5 separate regions of the Mus musculus genome follow, and all the other regions are linked to region 5. The links are chromatin contacts, called in public Hi-C, HiCAR-type and HiChIP or PLAC-seq maps. All regions are on one chromosome and are shown on one strand. Each heading gives the region's core, a stretch centred on a gene start, on an enhancer-like site or on the middle of the called end of the contact. The rest is flanking DNA. Distances are from core to core; before and after follow the strand shown.

Region 1 (2,700 bases), core at 39-2,538, 330 kb before region 5:
CAGTGCACAGGAGGGAGCAGGAAGAAGGAAAAGGAGATAGGAAGCAGGGGAATAAGCCAGGAGGGAGAGAGGCAGAAAGGAGGGGAAGGGGGCAGGGGTGGGGCTAAAGGGGGGAGGGGGAGGGGAAGGAGAGGGAAGGGGAGAGGGCAGGGAGAAGGGAAGGGGAAGGAGAGGGAAGGGGAGAGGGCAGGGGGAAGGGAAGGGGAAGAGGACGACAGGAAGGAGAGGAGGGGGGCAGGAGAGAGGAGGAAGAAGAGAGAGGGGAGGAGGAGGAGGAGGGAGGAGAGGGGGCAGAAGGCAGAGCAAGGTTAAACTGCAGGAGACCGCCAGGGGGAGGGGGAGGGGGAGGGGCCCCAAAGTACTCTTCCCTTTCTGCGGTGGTAGCAGTTGTGGCTTTCTCCCCTCTCCTCATGGTTCCCATGTCCAGTGCCTGCTCTTCCCCTGCTGAGCTCACTCACCCTATCAGCATCCTACCCGCAGCAGTCGCTCAACTTGGGAGATTGGACTATCCGACCAGCCCACAGCCTCCTCTGCTTCTTTGCTCCCCTACAGCAACTTGACTCCAATAAATATCCAAAGAACCATTCAAGAGCAGGAAAATCCACAGCTTGGGACAGAAGCCAAGCCCCAGCCCCAGGGCCTTGGTACCTGTCATCTGATCACATGGCTTGTTCTTCCCAGGGGAGCTCCCGGGCTGTCCCCCTTTCTCTAGAGACTGAGCAAAAAGCCACTGAACGCCGGATCACTGGATCTCTCCACAGCCCCGACACCCACCCTAGCATCCACCCCCGCTCCCCCATAGGGCAGGGGCACAGCGTCGCTCACTCCGAGCCTAAGCTGAGCCAAGAAGTCATGTGTTCTCCCAGCACGGAAGGATCAGGAGCCAGTACCTGATACGCAGAGAGCCCCAAGGCCAGTTCTGGTCTAAAACCAGAGTCAGGTTCCTTGGAGGGCTGGCCAATAAGCAGGAAGCTAGGCCAGACAACCTGCTTCAGAGGGTCCCCAAAGCTCAACTCAGGGAATCCCTGGGTCTCCAGGACACGCCCCTTTGACCCCCACACGTCACTTGCGCTCTCCAGCCCTCCTCCAGGGGCGGTCTAGACTCCCACAGGCGTAAGGACAGCACAGCCCCCAGGTCCGAGGATTACCATACATTAAGACATAATTCTCCATGGAAATTTACAATACAAAGCGCCCCCACCCTGGTGGCTGTAGTAGGAGCCTGGATACAAAGCACTGCTGTGTCTGGCAGGACCCCAGAGCTGGCCCCAGCTAGGCTTCAATAGAAGTGGGTGGGTCCGTCTCCCGGAGCCTTTTCCTTGCTCTGGGCAGAAGCCCCGCCCTCTGGGAGGGCCCTCTGGTGGACTGCTCTTCGAGAGAGGACTTCACTATTTCCTTGCCCTGGCCCTACCCACTGTGGCACCCTGAAGCCGTGGCCCCAAGCTGACGCTATTGGGATTTCTCTCACAGAGTTGTCTGTCCAGGGAAGGGATGCCCAACACAGGTAGAACCCTAAACCTTGGTTTCCCTACTGACTTACTCCCTCCATCCAACTGACTTATGGAATGTACTCACTATGTCCAAAGGCTGATCATCCAACTGATTGGCTCCTGCTGTTCACGCACCCGCTGTGTGCCACTGTGCGGGCACCTGTACCACGCTGGAGACAAGCAGCAGAGGAGAACCCATGAGCTGGAAGCATTTTGGAGAGAGTTTATTGCTCCGCTGGGAGACACCCCACTCCTGGTCTCAGGAGCTCCAAGGTGTTGCAAGAAAACATGGACAGGAACATGATGGGTCAGGGTGACAAGGACAAGGGTGAGAGTGTTGGGTGTGGGGCTCTGGATGTGGGGAGGTCTGAATGAGCAAGAAGCTGTGTGTACAGGGGCTGCGGGGACCACACAGTCACATCATGGCTAGCACAGCGGAGCAGGAGAGAGTCCCCAGAGAATTCCCAGCTCCGTCTTAGAGAGAGACGGAGTTGGGAATTCATTTCACCTAGTGGACCAAGAGGCCTGAGGCTTAGGGAGGGGCAGGCCCAGGTCTGAATCCCACCTCTATGATTGCCATGCACAAGGCAGTCAGCCCTTCTTGGACTCTGCTCTTTGCAGATGAAAGCTGGTAACAGTGACCATGCACGCACGCACCTGTCGCACTGGAGCGAAGGGTGTGGCCAGAGAAAAACCGGTCCATATGGGTTCCAGAGAAGCCTATCACTGGGGAGACGGTCTAACTTTCCATCCTGCACTAAAGCAACAAAGCTGTCCATCTGTCATCTATCTGTTTGCCATAAAACTCCGGAGAGGCCTAGCCAGCAGCGACCCTGGGGCCACTTCCCAGGTGAGACTAGGATTCCATGGTAGAGACGCCTCCACCGACCCCAGCAGCCTGTTGACCAGGGACAGGCTGGGAGAAGGCAGCCTTACCAAGAACCATAGGCCCATCACTGCCTCTGATTCTAGAGAACAAAGGCCTCAGCCTCCACTGCCAGGCTACTGAGCTGAGGAAAAGCGCGAGAGAGGTGGACACACAGCTGTAGCATCCTGGGGCCCAGATGCCGCACAGCATCCTCAGACCCAGCACAGCACCTGCAGACCCAACATAGCAGCCCAGACCTAGGCACAGCATCCAGACCCCGCACAGAATCCAGGCCCCACCCACTACCCCTAGATCTAGCACAGCACCCCCAGACTCTGTGCA
Region 2 (2,716 bases), core at 29-2,528, 490 kb before region 5:
CAGAGGCAGGTTAAGTCTCTGCGCTCCAAGGCAGCCAGAGCCATGCAGAGAAACCCTGTCATGAAAAACCAAAGGGAGGAGAAAGAAAAGGGCAGGGAAGGGAGTGAAAGTCCTGCTCACCATGTGCTCGAAGGCACACCGAAGTAGAAATGGCTCTCTTGCCAATCAGGCTCAGCGCTCTGGAAGCCAACATTCTGAAAGACAAAAAAAAACCCTTATACCTCTTAACAATGACAGCAAACACCTTTTAGCCAAAGTCTTTTTGCGGCAAAACATTAAGGAAGTAAATGCAACTTATCCCCCGAAATGTTAAATGTTTTTTTTTTTTTTTTTTGGTAATGATTTCATCAACTTTTTAAGGCACGGACTGGCCTGAAAGCTTCCACTATTACCTTCCTCTACCTCGTAAGAGCCGGCATTACAGGCCAGAGGCATGCCCCCAGGATCCGGTTTTTATTACTGATGCGAAGGCACAGGGTGAACTTCCTTACATCAAGCCAAGGGCTGTAATATACATGGCTTTGGCCAATGACTATAAATCCGGCTTCTTAAAAAATTAACTAGAAAGACAAAAATGACTGAAACTGCTAGAACTAGATATATAGATAGATAGATAGATAGATAGATAGATAGCACGGTAGCACACCTCCTGCGACTGAGTTTTATTTTAAAAATTGACTTGTACAGAGACTGCGAAGGGCAAGCGGGAGGAGGCCGCCCAGGCTCAGGCCCTGGCCCGCTTCCCGTTCCTGCGTCCCGCAGGCGACCTGGATGACCCTGTCACCCGCCCCAGCGACCCGAGCCCCACGCCTCACTGTAGCACAACCCCTGAGATTCGATCCCCGAGAAAGAACGTCCGAGCCCGGGAAAAAAAAAATCAACGCCCGGGGCGGCAGAAACCGTAGCGTGACGTCAGGGCTCAGGTCGCTGTCCCTCGGGCCTGGCACAGCGGGAACGCCCGGTGCCCGGCAGGCCGGAGCGGGGACCCGAGACAACAGACCCGCTCGGGGAAGCGGGCGCCCCAAGGTCACCGAGCCGCTCAAGTCCCGGGTCCGGGGGCGTCTCGGAGGCACCGCTCCCGGCCCCGGCGCTCCAGGTCCTCGGGCCCCCGACCGTGCCACCCTCACCCGCCGTCCAAGGCCGTCACCTGCCACCGCTGCCCAGGCGACCGCCGCGACCGCCCTCTACACCCTGGGGTGCTCGCGACCGGAAGAACGGGGCCCGCAACCGGAAGACCAAGACGGAGCCGCGAAGCATCGCGGGAATCAGGGAAGCCCCGCCCCAAGCCCGTCCGTTTCAGAGCGCGGGGCGGGGCGGGGCGGGGCGGCGCGGCTCGGGGCAGGGCGGGGCAGGACGAGGCGGGGCGGGGCGGTAACTGTCGCGAAAGGCCGAGCGGGTAGCAGCTGCTTTCCGGCAGACGTTTTCCGGCCGACCGGCTGAGGCGGGAGGCCGCGGCCGGAGGTGCGAGAGCGTCACGGCGTGCAGCGGAGGGTCGTGGCGGAGGACCGCGGTGCGTGGGTCGCGATGCCCGGCGTGAAGCTGACTACGCAGGCCTACTGCAAGATGGTGCTCCACGGCGCCAAGTACCCGCACTGCGCCGTCAACGGGCTCCTGGTGGCCGAGAGGCAGAGGCCGCGCAAGGAGCATCCTCCCGGAGCGGGCAGCCACACGCTCTTCGTGGACTGCATCCCGCTCTTCCACGGCACGCTGGCTCTGACGCCCATGCTGGAGGTGGCGCTCACCCTGGTAAGCTCGCGGTCGAGGCCGCGGCGCGGGGTTCCGGGCCGGGCGGAGTCGGGCGCCCTTCGCGGGACGCTGCGGCTGCTCCCGGGGAGCTCTCGAGGTTTTGTAAGATGACCGAGAAACTCGAATGTGTGGTGGACGTCCTTAAAACCAGCACTCGAGATGGGGAGGCAAGAGTTCGAGGCCAGCCTGGTCTACATTAGTGAGATCTGGGATAGGTAACGTTTAAAGTTTAAACTTAATGTGTTTGTGAGGCCACAAAGAAAAAAATGCCTATAGCATGTAAATCTCTAGTTTTACAGAGGTTTTTTTGTTTGTTTGTTTGTTTTTGTATTTTGTGGGTCCACTTGCCGATTTTTTTGCCCCAGACTTGCTGTTTTAGCAAGATTATAGGTTATAATACGGACTGCTGTTTCTGCGCTTGTAATCAAACTCGGTTTCTCTGCTTAAGAGACATTTGCAAGACCCGGAATTCTAACTCTGCGGTTTGCCTTTATAAAGCCCTGGACTGATATGGTCAGGCGCTGCTTACTACATCTTGGAAGCGCTCTCAGGTGCAGTCCTGACGCACCTGAGAAACAGATCAGACCCGTAACCACCCAGTCTCCCCACAGCCTCATTTACATCTCAGAATGAGCTCTGAAGTTAAAAATCTGAGCTGGCCTAGGAGGGAATGCTAATCCTGTCTCCCCCTCTCCCACCAAAATGACTGCATTGAATCGGAGACTTGCTTTGAATGTAGCCCCCCATGCTAGCCTGGCACTCCCAGCACTTCCTGCTCTAGATTCCTGAGAACTGGGATTACCGACGCGACTCGCATTCCTTGATTTCTGTTTCTTTTGTTTTCTGGGGGAGAGGGTTAGGGTTTCACTCTTGTGGCCTTGCCGAGTTTGGGACTCTTCTGTAGACCAGGCTGGCGTCCTACACACAGACCAGCCTGCCTCCATCTCCTGAGGCTAGGTCTAAAGGTGTG
Region 3 (2,700 bases), core at 94-2,593, 260 kb before region 5:
TCATATTTAACAGTTGTGGCACACAGACAGCGGTGGTCTCTGTTACCAGGGTGCCAGGTTCTGTCTGTGAGTGACAGGTGTGCAGACATGTTGGCCTCCCATTCACTCTATAATCAACCCAGACTGCCCTGAAACGTATGGCCAGCCATCCTCCTGCCTCAACTCTCTGCTAACTCATATCTAGATTAGAAGCAGAAACAGGAACTTTGGGTTCAGCAAGGTCTGAGGCCGGGGGACTGTGGCAGGTGACACTCGGTGATGACCCATAAGTTGGCTGAGCGGGTCATCACCAGCGGCCTTTCTTACGCAGCTCGTGGCCACTCTTCCTCCCACAGGATCCAGATCTGCTTCACCCAATGCAGAAGAAGAGCCCAAGGGTCCCCTGCAGCCCCAGGGAGGTCCTATCTCTCTAAGGACTGTTTGCCCATTTGAAAGTTGGTATAGCTAGGGTCCAGTATCCCTCCCACATGCCGCCTGGGTGCACAGGCTACGGAGCGCCGTGGGAGGCACCAGGCAACTGCAGGCTGCGGGCAGGAGGGCAGGAGCAGAGGCCCGTCCCTGAGGTCTGAATTATTCACACACAATAGCACCCTTACTTACAGTGCAGCCGCCACCGACTCCTGCTGGTAGATTACTCGGGGACTGGCTGCTCTCTCGGTTAATTAAGGGGACACTTTTGCCAGTGACTTCTCAGGTGTGCAGTCAGGCAGCCCCAGGTCTCATCCCACTGCCTCGGAGACACTGGATCCCCCAAGACCTGCCAGGTGGGAGGGAACTGGAGCTGGAGCCGTGCCAGGCTCCTAGGTAGGGACAGTGGCCTGTGTGCCCCAGGGCGGAGGCAGGGGGAGTGTGCCAGGCCACAGGAGCCGCATGGGGCTGATCCTGGATCCTAGCGGGGGCTGAGCAGAGACCGTGTCGTGCGTATATTCTCTCTCACCTGACAGAGCTGGGCACAGGCACAGACACTGTGCTCTGGCAGGTTCTAGCAGGTTCTGGCAATCCTCTAGCAGGGTAGGAGCAGCAGCCAACATGAAACATTTACAAAGGCCTTTCGTAACCATCTGTGCTGGGAACGGAGAGGCGGGCTGAGCAGCCACAGCCTTCCTGCCTAGGACCTCAAGGCTGGACAGTTATGGCCCCACCAGGGCCGGGTTTTGAGACGCCAGTCCAAGTAGGGACAAGGACCAGAGTGGCCCACAGATATGCTCTACAGAGAGCTAAGGATGGGGACATAGGGGAAGAGGGCCACAGCATATCCCAACTGTGTTATTTCCAGCTGTGTTGCCTTGGGGACAACACAGTCTCAGTCTGCCACAAATCATGCACCCAGTGGGTGTGTGGGTGTGTCCTGTTGTGCCTTTTCTGTGATTCTTGCAACATCTATGGTCCCTCAGCACAGGGGAGAATCCACTGACTTCAGTTCTTGACAAGGTCCCTTTGAACCGGATTGACTTTCTTCTGCCTGCATCCAAGAAACTCCCACACACCCCTCAAAACCCTCCTGGCACATCCTACCCCTCTGCCTCTTCCTCTCTGTGAGACACAAGACTCCCTCTTTCCACTGCAGCCAACTGTAGCTCATACATGGTTTATCCTTGGTGAAAGATCCAAAAAGAAGGGGGGCACTCTGGCCTGCATATTACAGACTAAGAAAACCTGCCACACTGGCTGAGCCCGTGCAGAGCCTGAATTTGGACCTGGGAAGTCTGGCTCTCTTCAGCTGCCTCTGAATGGAACCATGGGAAAAAGGAGAGAGGTCTGGCTGTTTCAAGAAGAGCCAATGTCAGGAGCAGCTGGACCCAGCAGACCTGAGAGATGAATCAGATGCTGAGATCTGAGGCAGTCAGCTTAGCGGGGAAACAGGGAAGGTTACAAACTAAAACTGAAACCTGAGCAGGGACTCTGGCAGTGTCATCCAGGGAGGGGACCTTGGGCTGTGGTTTCTGCCTGCACACACCCCCACCCCCACCCTCAAGTGCTGGCTCAGCATGGAGTCCAGCTGCTGACCTGATGGTTATTTCAGGACTATAGGGGCAGGTGGAGAGAGCTCTTGGCTTTAAGCTGAAAATGGTGGTGGAAGAGGGGCGTTCCCAATGGGTGTCTAGCAGAAAAATCCGACTGGGGGACTCTCCAGCTGCCTGGCAGACTCACCCATCCCACCCAGTCCCGCTCTCCCTTGGGGCCTTGGCGCCCCCCTCCCCCACTGCACCTGCTGTGGGAGTGTCACCTCAGCAGATTGGTCCTCAGGTCCCCAGGGAGAGTAATTGGACACAGAGCAGAGGACTGCTACTGTGCTGTGTCATCTACTGTGGGTAGCCAGGGAGGCGGCAGCGGTGGCGGGTCCTACTGGGTCTCCAGGACGGAGAGGAGAATGTTCCTCTTTAGGGAGGGGCAGTAGCCGTGGAGCAGGTCAGAGACAATGGAGTTTTGTAGTGGTTGCCTGACTGACCCACGTTTACATGAAGCTCTGGCTTCACTCCCCTTCACCACACAGAATGAGCGTGGGGGCATAATCCTGTAAGTCCAGCAATCATGAGGTGGAGGCAGGAGGATTGGGAAATCAAGATCACCTCAGCAACCATAGCGAGCCCAGGGCCAGCCTGGGCTACATGAGCCTGCGTGCCTGGGTGGGATGTGGGAACTCAGGGTTTTTAAAAGACGCAGGCGGATGGCCCTTGTGATGACTTGGGTATGACTTGG
Region 4 (2,700 bases), core at 135-2,634, 390 kb before region 5:
CAGCCCTGCATGCCTGTCACCTGTGACTAGGGAGGAATCCTCAGGGCAAGGCAGAGAGGCAAAGTCAGGGAGCCACGGAGCAGAGGGGAGACTGAGGGCCAGGAGCCTCCTGGTACAACTTTGAGGCCCTTCCCTCACTACTGCAGGAGAAGCCCAACACAAGGCAGACAGTGGCACTCACTAGGGACACGAGGTCCTCTGGATGATATGGCTGAACCCATGGTGTGACTGAAAGGCTCATGGTAGCCAGCATAGTAACACTGATTGTCTCTGGATACAGGCCTGCCAGCCATTCTACCGGCTCCTTGTGGTTATCCCCAGGGTCAGCAGCTAGCATCACCAGAGCATATGTAAGCCCCGAGGGGAGGGGTCGTGGCTGTACCACCACTTAACCCTGTGTGTGCAGAGTGAGGACAGCTTAGCACCGTACCTCCCCGCCTCCATTCTCACAGAGTCTACCACAAGCCCTCCTGCTCCCCACAGACAGCCAGCCACGATTAATTGAGGGAGACAGGCTGCTGATTGAATTTTTAATGAGCAGCAACATCTGTTTCCTTCCCTGGGTGCAGCAGCAGGCTGTCTCTGTTCCCTTGTGGGGTCCTCATGGGTTCATGACCTCTGACCTGCCCTCCTCAGGAGAAACATTCACACAGTACCGTATAGGTGTGTATGGCAGGGTGCGGGTGGGGTGGGGGCACATATCCCACTCACACCAGGACAAACAAGGAGACTAGAAAAATGGCCATCAGGCTGGGCAGTGGTGGCACATGCCTTTAATCCCAGCACTACAGAGTGAGTTCTAGGACAGCCAGGCTACACAGAGAAATCCTGTCTCCAAAAAAAAAAAAAACCAAAAACCAAAAAACAAAAAACAAAAAATAGCCCCAAAGATGAAAAAAGAGAAAAAAAAGAGAAAAGAAAAAATGGTCATCAGGCCAATTGGGGGGGTGGGGGGAAGGGGGGTTTGCACACTGCTGCCCTCCTCAGGCCTGTGGCCTCTCTGACTAGAACCTGGCTAACCAGGCCATCTGTGGGGCAGGGTGCTGCCTGGGTGACAAGGACAGAAAAAGCCCCGGCATGGTGGCTGCCCCAGGGCACCCTCCTGGCAGCAGCTGTGGCAGACAAGATATGTCTGCAGAGCTGCTCCAAGACACAGCTGCATCCATGAAAGGCAGCGGCTGGGAAGGAGAGAACTCTCATTCTCCAGTGATTAGAGTGAGGTCTCCACAGCTGGTCAAGTGGGATGAGCCCGTTAGTTTCCAGACTGTTCTTCATTCATCTCTCACGCGGCTTCCACTGCCTGGTCACCCTGGAGCCACACACCCCCTTGACTTCCAACCAGTGGATGTTGCCTCCAGAGGCCCCTAGTGACTCATGGCCACACTACAGGGAGAGCGCATCCCCCGCCCTCCTGGAAAGGATTAAACTCTCTGCTGAGCTCTGAGCATCATCCACTGTGTGTGTGCTTGGCGGTGGCGGTGGCGGTGGCGGTGGCGGTCTCCCTGGTGGCGAGCAGGTCTTGTTAACCACAGCGTGAACTGCTGGAGCAGAGCCATCAGAGCCCTTCTCCGGGTTACTAAATGTTTCTGAGGCAGTAAGGATCCTCTGAGGATAGTGACAGGCTCCGGGCAGAGGAGTCACGAGGCAGAGGCACTTGGAACCTCCTAGTTCTCCAAGGGGACAATACATGAAGTGTCTTGGACCTGGGCCAGGGGCTCCAGTCAGCAGAAGCTCCGGGGCCCAAGGCAGGAACAGGAAGTGACCCTCCCACCAGCTTCTCTCTCAGGAGCAAAGCCAGTCACCAGGCAAGCTGGTTACCCAGGGAAGGGAAGCTCTATGGGGGTTTTTATCAGCTGACTCATTGTCTGAGGTCAAAGCTGCGCTCTGGCAGGAGTCCACAGACAGGAGATGGTTGGCGGTGGCAACTTCTCTGACTTCTCTTAAGCCAGGACAGGGTGGGTCTAGGCTGCTCTGAGCTGAGATTCGATGACAGGATCGCTCAGACAGGTTTCCCAGGGTTAAGTGTGACTTCAGCCACAGGAGGAATGGGCCAAGGCTGGCCCCCACGCTTCAGTCAGGAGCCTGATGGATGCTCCAAGCACTTTACTGGGGACACCAATCAGACCTGAAGGGCAGATGAAACTCACACTCTTGCCTATCCTGCCCTGCCCCAGCGGGGAGAGGTGCTCTCCTTCCCCTCCCCCTCCATCTCTGTGGTTTAATTAGTACTTCCTAGCAGTACAAACCCTCTGGGAATGGGGCTGGAGAATCCCGGGAAAGCCACAGCTGACAGCGGTTCTTAATTAGCAAGGCCCCCTCTAGGCGCCAGGCTGCCAGGCCGCCGGGAGGCCCAGCAGTACAGGGGAAGCTCTGGGGCTGGCTCCTCCACTGCAGTTAGGTTATGGCCAGCTAGAGACTGCAGACACAAGGACCCCGGTGCTGGCTGGCATCAGGGACCATCAGAGTTAGCCTACAGTCCCGCCCCTACTCCTCCAAAGCAGTCACAGCTATTGTCTAGCCAAAGATCCAAGGCACTCTATGGTTGTTGTCTGTCTCAACCTGGTGCCTCTGGGTATGTAGACCCCTAAAGAAGTGATTGCCGTCCAGGCCACCAGAGGACACAATAAGACACCACTGTGTAAAGGGGCAGGGCCTTGGCGACCCCCTCCCTCCCCAGGCTTAGGGAGGCTCTGGCCTCCT
Region 5 (2,700 bases), core at 63-2,562:
CCATCTCCCATGCCGGAGTGACTCATCTGCTCAGCCTGTCTGCTGAGACCCCGTTTCCAGTAAGGCGATGCTCTGAGACCCAGGGTGGACATGTACTTTGGGGAGACACTTTTCAATTCAGCTAACACCTCAGAAGGGAGGGATTACGGACCAGGAGACACAGAGCATCATTCAGAGAGAAAAATCACAGGACTGGCACAGCCCCGGTAGGAGTTCAGGGCCATGGCTGCCCCTAAACAGAGGGCACAGTACCGTAAAGGACACACAGAGATTTGTGTTGTCTGGGGAAACCTGTCCCTGCCCCCCAAAAGGGGAGCATAACACATGTGCCACAGAGACCCAGCACTCAGGTGTGCTCTGAGGGCTCGCTGGACAGGGGACCCGGCTCCCAGTGCCCAGCCCACCTATCTCCTCATCCCTGCCGCAGGGGCTCCAGTTCCTATTGGGCGATTGTCTAGGAGACTAGAGAGACCAGGGCTTTGCTTTCAGGCCACACAGCAGAGCTGAGGCGTGGGGTTTGAATCTGAAGCAGCTGACCGTAATGTTTCTGCCTTACTAAGTGTTTAAAACAAATCCCAGCATGATGGAGCTGGGACGCACACAAAAAAACGACCCAGTGTGACAGGCGTCCCGTGGAACTATCAATATCTTGCCTTGGGTTCTCTGCCTCCACCACCAGGCCTGCTTTGCACCTTAAGTGAAAAGGGGAGTGGGGCGGGGCGAGTGGGGCGGGGCGGGGCGGGCGGGGCGGGGCGGGGGCTGTGACCCGCAGACCTCTCAACGTGTTAGTGCTCTGACGCTGGAGTCACCTTCCCCAAGTCTAACAGTGGGAGTCGCATACTCTGGGAAGCCCAGGACTGCCTGATTCGCTAGGCACTCCTCTGAGCTGCTGCCTGTCCCCCCGCACCCCCCCCCCCCGCACTCCTTTGGTTCACCTTCTCCGCTTCCCTTTACCGTCTACTCCCCCCACCCTCAGTGACACTGGCTCCCACGCCCCGCCCACCGGGCCTTCTGCCTTGAGGGTGGAGGAGACTCTACACAGCAGGGTCCAGGGTGAAGTCCCAGGCAAGCTCCCTTCGGGGATCTCCCTGTCCGTTCCTGGTGGTTACAAGCACTTTGAACCCCCAAGAACACCATATTCAAAGGCATGTGGAGGTTCTGTGTCCCACTTCCAATTCATTTCAGAGAGTGGTTAAGCCCCAAGGCAAAGCTGGCCCTCCTCACCCCGCAGGGGAGGCCCTGGTTGCCCAGCAACCAGCTGGGCTCCTCCCAGGGCTTGCCTGGGGATGGCCCGTTGCCTGGCAACCAGGCAGCAGAGTCCCTTGAGCTTAGCCAGACCACACAGCTGGGCCCAGTACTAGCTGCCTTCTCTCTGACTAGGGGACCCCTGGGGCCCTGTCCTTATCCTCCCCAAGATCCTGGCAGCAGGTGCCTCTCTCTGTCCACAATGAACGTCGTCCTCTCCAGGTGAGCAGCCTGCGCTGCTGGGAGGGGTATGCAGGTGGGATCCTCACGTTCTGCCACATCGGGGAGGAGGGCAGGTGAGCCCCCTGCCATCCCTTCTCAAAGTGGAGGGAGGGCTTGAAGCATAGAGGTTACCAGAATGCGATCTGTCGGCCTCACCTGTGCTGCGTGAAGAGCAAGTGTAGCCACTCTCTGGTCTGTTCCCTGCTTTTGCTTGCCCCCTAGGAACCCCTCCAAAAACCCAGGCCCCAGACCTTGACACTGCTCCCTCTAATGGCCCCAGACTCCCTGTCACCTGCCCTCCCTGATTGCCTTTGAGTCTCCCTAGGACTCAGACTTCCAGTGTCCTGGATGCACCCAGAATGCTCTTTAAAAGCTGGCTTCCAGCCTTACCCACGGGGCCTGCTTGCCTGTCTAACTGTGTATGAGTGACAGCCATCCTGGAGTCTGGCCTGCTGTATGCCCTTGGGCGGGATGCTTTGCATCTCTGGGCTTTTGTTTACTTGATTAAAAAAAAAATGTCAATAGCAACCTCTTCTAGGGAAGTGTGAGCGGAGCATTTGCAAACTACAAAGTTGAAGCTCATTAGCAGGCGTGAGACAGTGCTCCTTATGGGGTCTGCCAAGTGGCCACCACTAGAGGCCACAAGAGGGGCTTGGGTTCTAGAGAAGGGAGGGCAGCAAGGGACAGGAAAGACCTGGGGCTGAGGGGAGGGGACTGTGACAGGACGCCTCAGGAGCCTCCTGTACCCTTATGAAGACTGAGCACACAGGTTGTCACTAACGCTGGCTGTGGGCAGGATGCGGGGTGTGGGAGGCGGCATGAGCCCTGGAGGTGTGTCAGAGAAGGCAAGCGTGTGGCATGCGGTGGTCAGTGGTCTGCAAAGAGCTCTGTGGAGGAGCCCAGGGCTGGTGGGAGGGAGAAGGGACCAGGCAGAGGAGTAAGGGTGATAGAGAGCCCAAGTACTCCGCAGGGAGCTTGATGGGGTCGGATGGCATCGTGTAGCATCCAGTGACAGCCATCACAGCTGTCCACAACTCCCTATCAGAGCATCCTTGGTACCAAATGGACTGCAAGATGCAAGACACTGGGAAGGGAGTATAAATTAAGTATAAATTTAATTATGAGTATAAATTAATTATGTATGTGTGTGTCTCTAACACTGTGCACACTGTGCAGAGGACAGAGGAAGACACTGGGTGTCCCCTCGATTGCTCTTGCTTATTTATTGAGACA

Evidence for each region. A called contact is a pair of places that touch in the nucleus more often than the background predicts. HiCAR-type assays count read pairs that join an accessible place to other places. HiChIP or PLAC-seq counts read pairs in DNA pulled down with a chosen protein or histone mark.
Region 1: an H3K4me3 HiChIP or PLAC-seq map of craniofacial prominence shows a contact between it and region 5, with 4 times the contacts expected there. The contact joins the enhancer-like site here to the promoter of Cibar2 in region 5. A contact is called at or near these places in 9 of 39 promoter capture datasets (the 3T3-L1 cell line, cranial neural crest, frontonasal cranial neural crest and 5 more), 8 of 484 Hi-C or Micro-C datasets (Sertoli cells, cochlea, cortical neurons and 5 more), 9 of 115 datasets of contacts at active chromatin or transcription factors (craniofacial prominence, embryonic basal ganglia, embryonic forebrain and 6 more) and 1 of 9 other capture datasets (liver).
Region 2: a HiCAR-type map of astrocytes shows a contact between it and region 5, with 3 times the contacts expected there. The contact joins the promoter of Cox4i1 here to the promoter of Cibar2 in region 5. A contact is called at or near these places in 12 of 39 promoter capture datasets (the 3T3-L1 cell line, 3T3-L1-derived adipocytes, the C10 cell line and 8 more), 1 of 15 datasets of contacts at CTCF or cohesin (embryonic stem cells), 3 of 484 Hi-C or Micro-C datasets (cortical neurons and embryonic stem cells), 7 of 115 datasets of contacts at active chromatin or transcription factors (astrocytes, embryonic basal ganglia, embryonic forebrain and 4 more) and 1 of 9 other capture datasets (liver).
Region 3: a contact with region 5 is called in a Hi-C map of cortical neurons, with 2.0 times the contacts expected there. The contact joins the enhancer-like site here to the promoter of Cibar2 in region 5. A contact is called at or near these places in 10 of 39 promoter capture datasets (the 3T3-L1 cell line, 3T3-L1-derived adipocytes, cranial neural crest and 6 more), 1 of 15 datasets of contacts at CTCF or cohesin (the NIH/3T3 cell line), 9 of 484 Hi-C or Micro-C datasets (cerebellar granule neurons, cortical neurons, embryonic stem cells and 4 more) and 2 of 9 other capture datasets (embryonic stem cells and liver).
Region 4: a Hi-C map of the N1E-115 cell line shows a contact between it and region 5, with 4 times the contacts expected there. The contact joins the enhancer-like site here to the promoter of Cibar2 in region 5. A contact is called at or near these places in 7 of 39 promoter capture datasets (cranial neural crest, embryonic stem cells, frontonasal cranial neural crest and 4 more), 8 of 484 Hi-C or Micro-C datasets (the C2C12 cell line, the HPC-7 cell line, the N1E-115 cell line and 4 more), 11 of 115 datasets of contacts at active chromatin or transcription factors (the NIH/3T3 cell line, SST interneurons, cardiomyocytes and 8 more) and 2 of 9 other capture datasets (embryonic stem cells and liver).

Annotation. Positions count from the first base shown.
Region 1 is chr8:120,507,854-120,510,553 of GRCm38.p6, reverse strand. It overlaps a transcript of Gse1 not described here. Among named protein-coding and RNA genes, the nearest start is that of Gm51556, 19 kb to the right of the region's middle. Within about 2 kb of position 1,288, at least 60 of the 459 cell types and tissues checked have an H3K27ac peak or open chromatin away from gene starts, as enhancers often do. A contact at or near this core is called in craniofacial prominence, embryonic basal ganglia and embryonic limb bud, where this site is marked.
Region 2 is chr8:120,666,787-120,669,502 of GRCm38.p6, reverse strand. It overlaps Cox4i1 (cytochrome c oxidase subunit 4I1), which reads right to left and starts at 1,278. Exons shown (of 5, transcript NM_009941.3): 1 at 1,148-1,278; 2 at 121-194. The coding sequence starts at 1,257. It overlaps Gm27021 (predicted gene, 27021), which reads left to right and starts at 1,361. Exons shown (of 4, transcript NM_001308449.1): 1 at 1,361-1,746. The coding sequence starts at 1,525. It overlaps Emc8 (ER membrane protein complex subunit 8), which reads left to right and starts at 1,416. Exons shown (of 5, transcript NM_010926.6): 1 at 1,416-1,746. The coding sequence starts at 1,525.
Region 3 is chr8:120,436,099-120,438,798 of GRCm38.p6, reverse strand. It overlaps a transcript of Gse1 not described here. Among named protein-coding and RNA genes, the nearest start is that of Gm51556, 53 kb to the left of the region's middle. Within about 2 kb of position 1,343, at least 103 of the 459 cell types and tissues checked have an H3K27ac peak or open chromatin away from gene starts, as enhancers often do. A contact at or near this core is called in cerebellar granule neurons, cortical neurons, hippocampal neurons and 3 more, where this site is marked.
Region 4 is chr8:120,563,090-120,565,789 of GRCm38.p6, reverse strand. The region is part of intron 3 of Gse1 (genetic suppressor element 1, coiled-coil protein); the gene reads right to left. Among named protein-coding and RNA genes, the nearest start is that of Gins2, 25 kb to the left of the region's middle. Within about 2 kb of position 1,384, at least 277 of the 459 cell types and tissues checked have an H3K27ac peak or open chromatin away from gene starts, as enhancers often do. A contact at or near this core is called in the C2C12 cell line, the HPC-7 cell line, the N1E-115 cell line and 7 more, where this site is marked.
Region 5 is chr8:120,176,081-120,178,780 of GRCm38.p6, reverse strand. Cibar2 (CBY1 interacting BAR domain containing 2) reads left to right here and starts at 1,312. Exons shown (of 9, transcript NM_001033980.2): 1 at 1,312-1,467. The coding sequence starts at 1,448.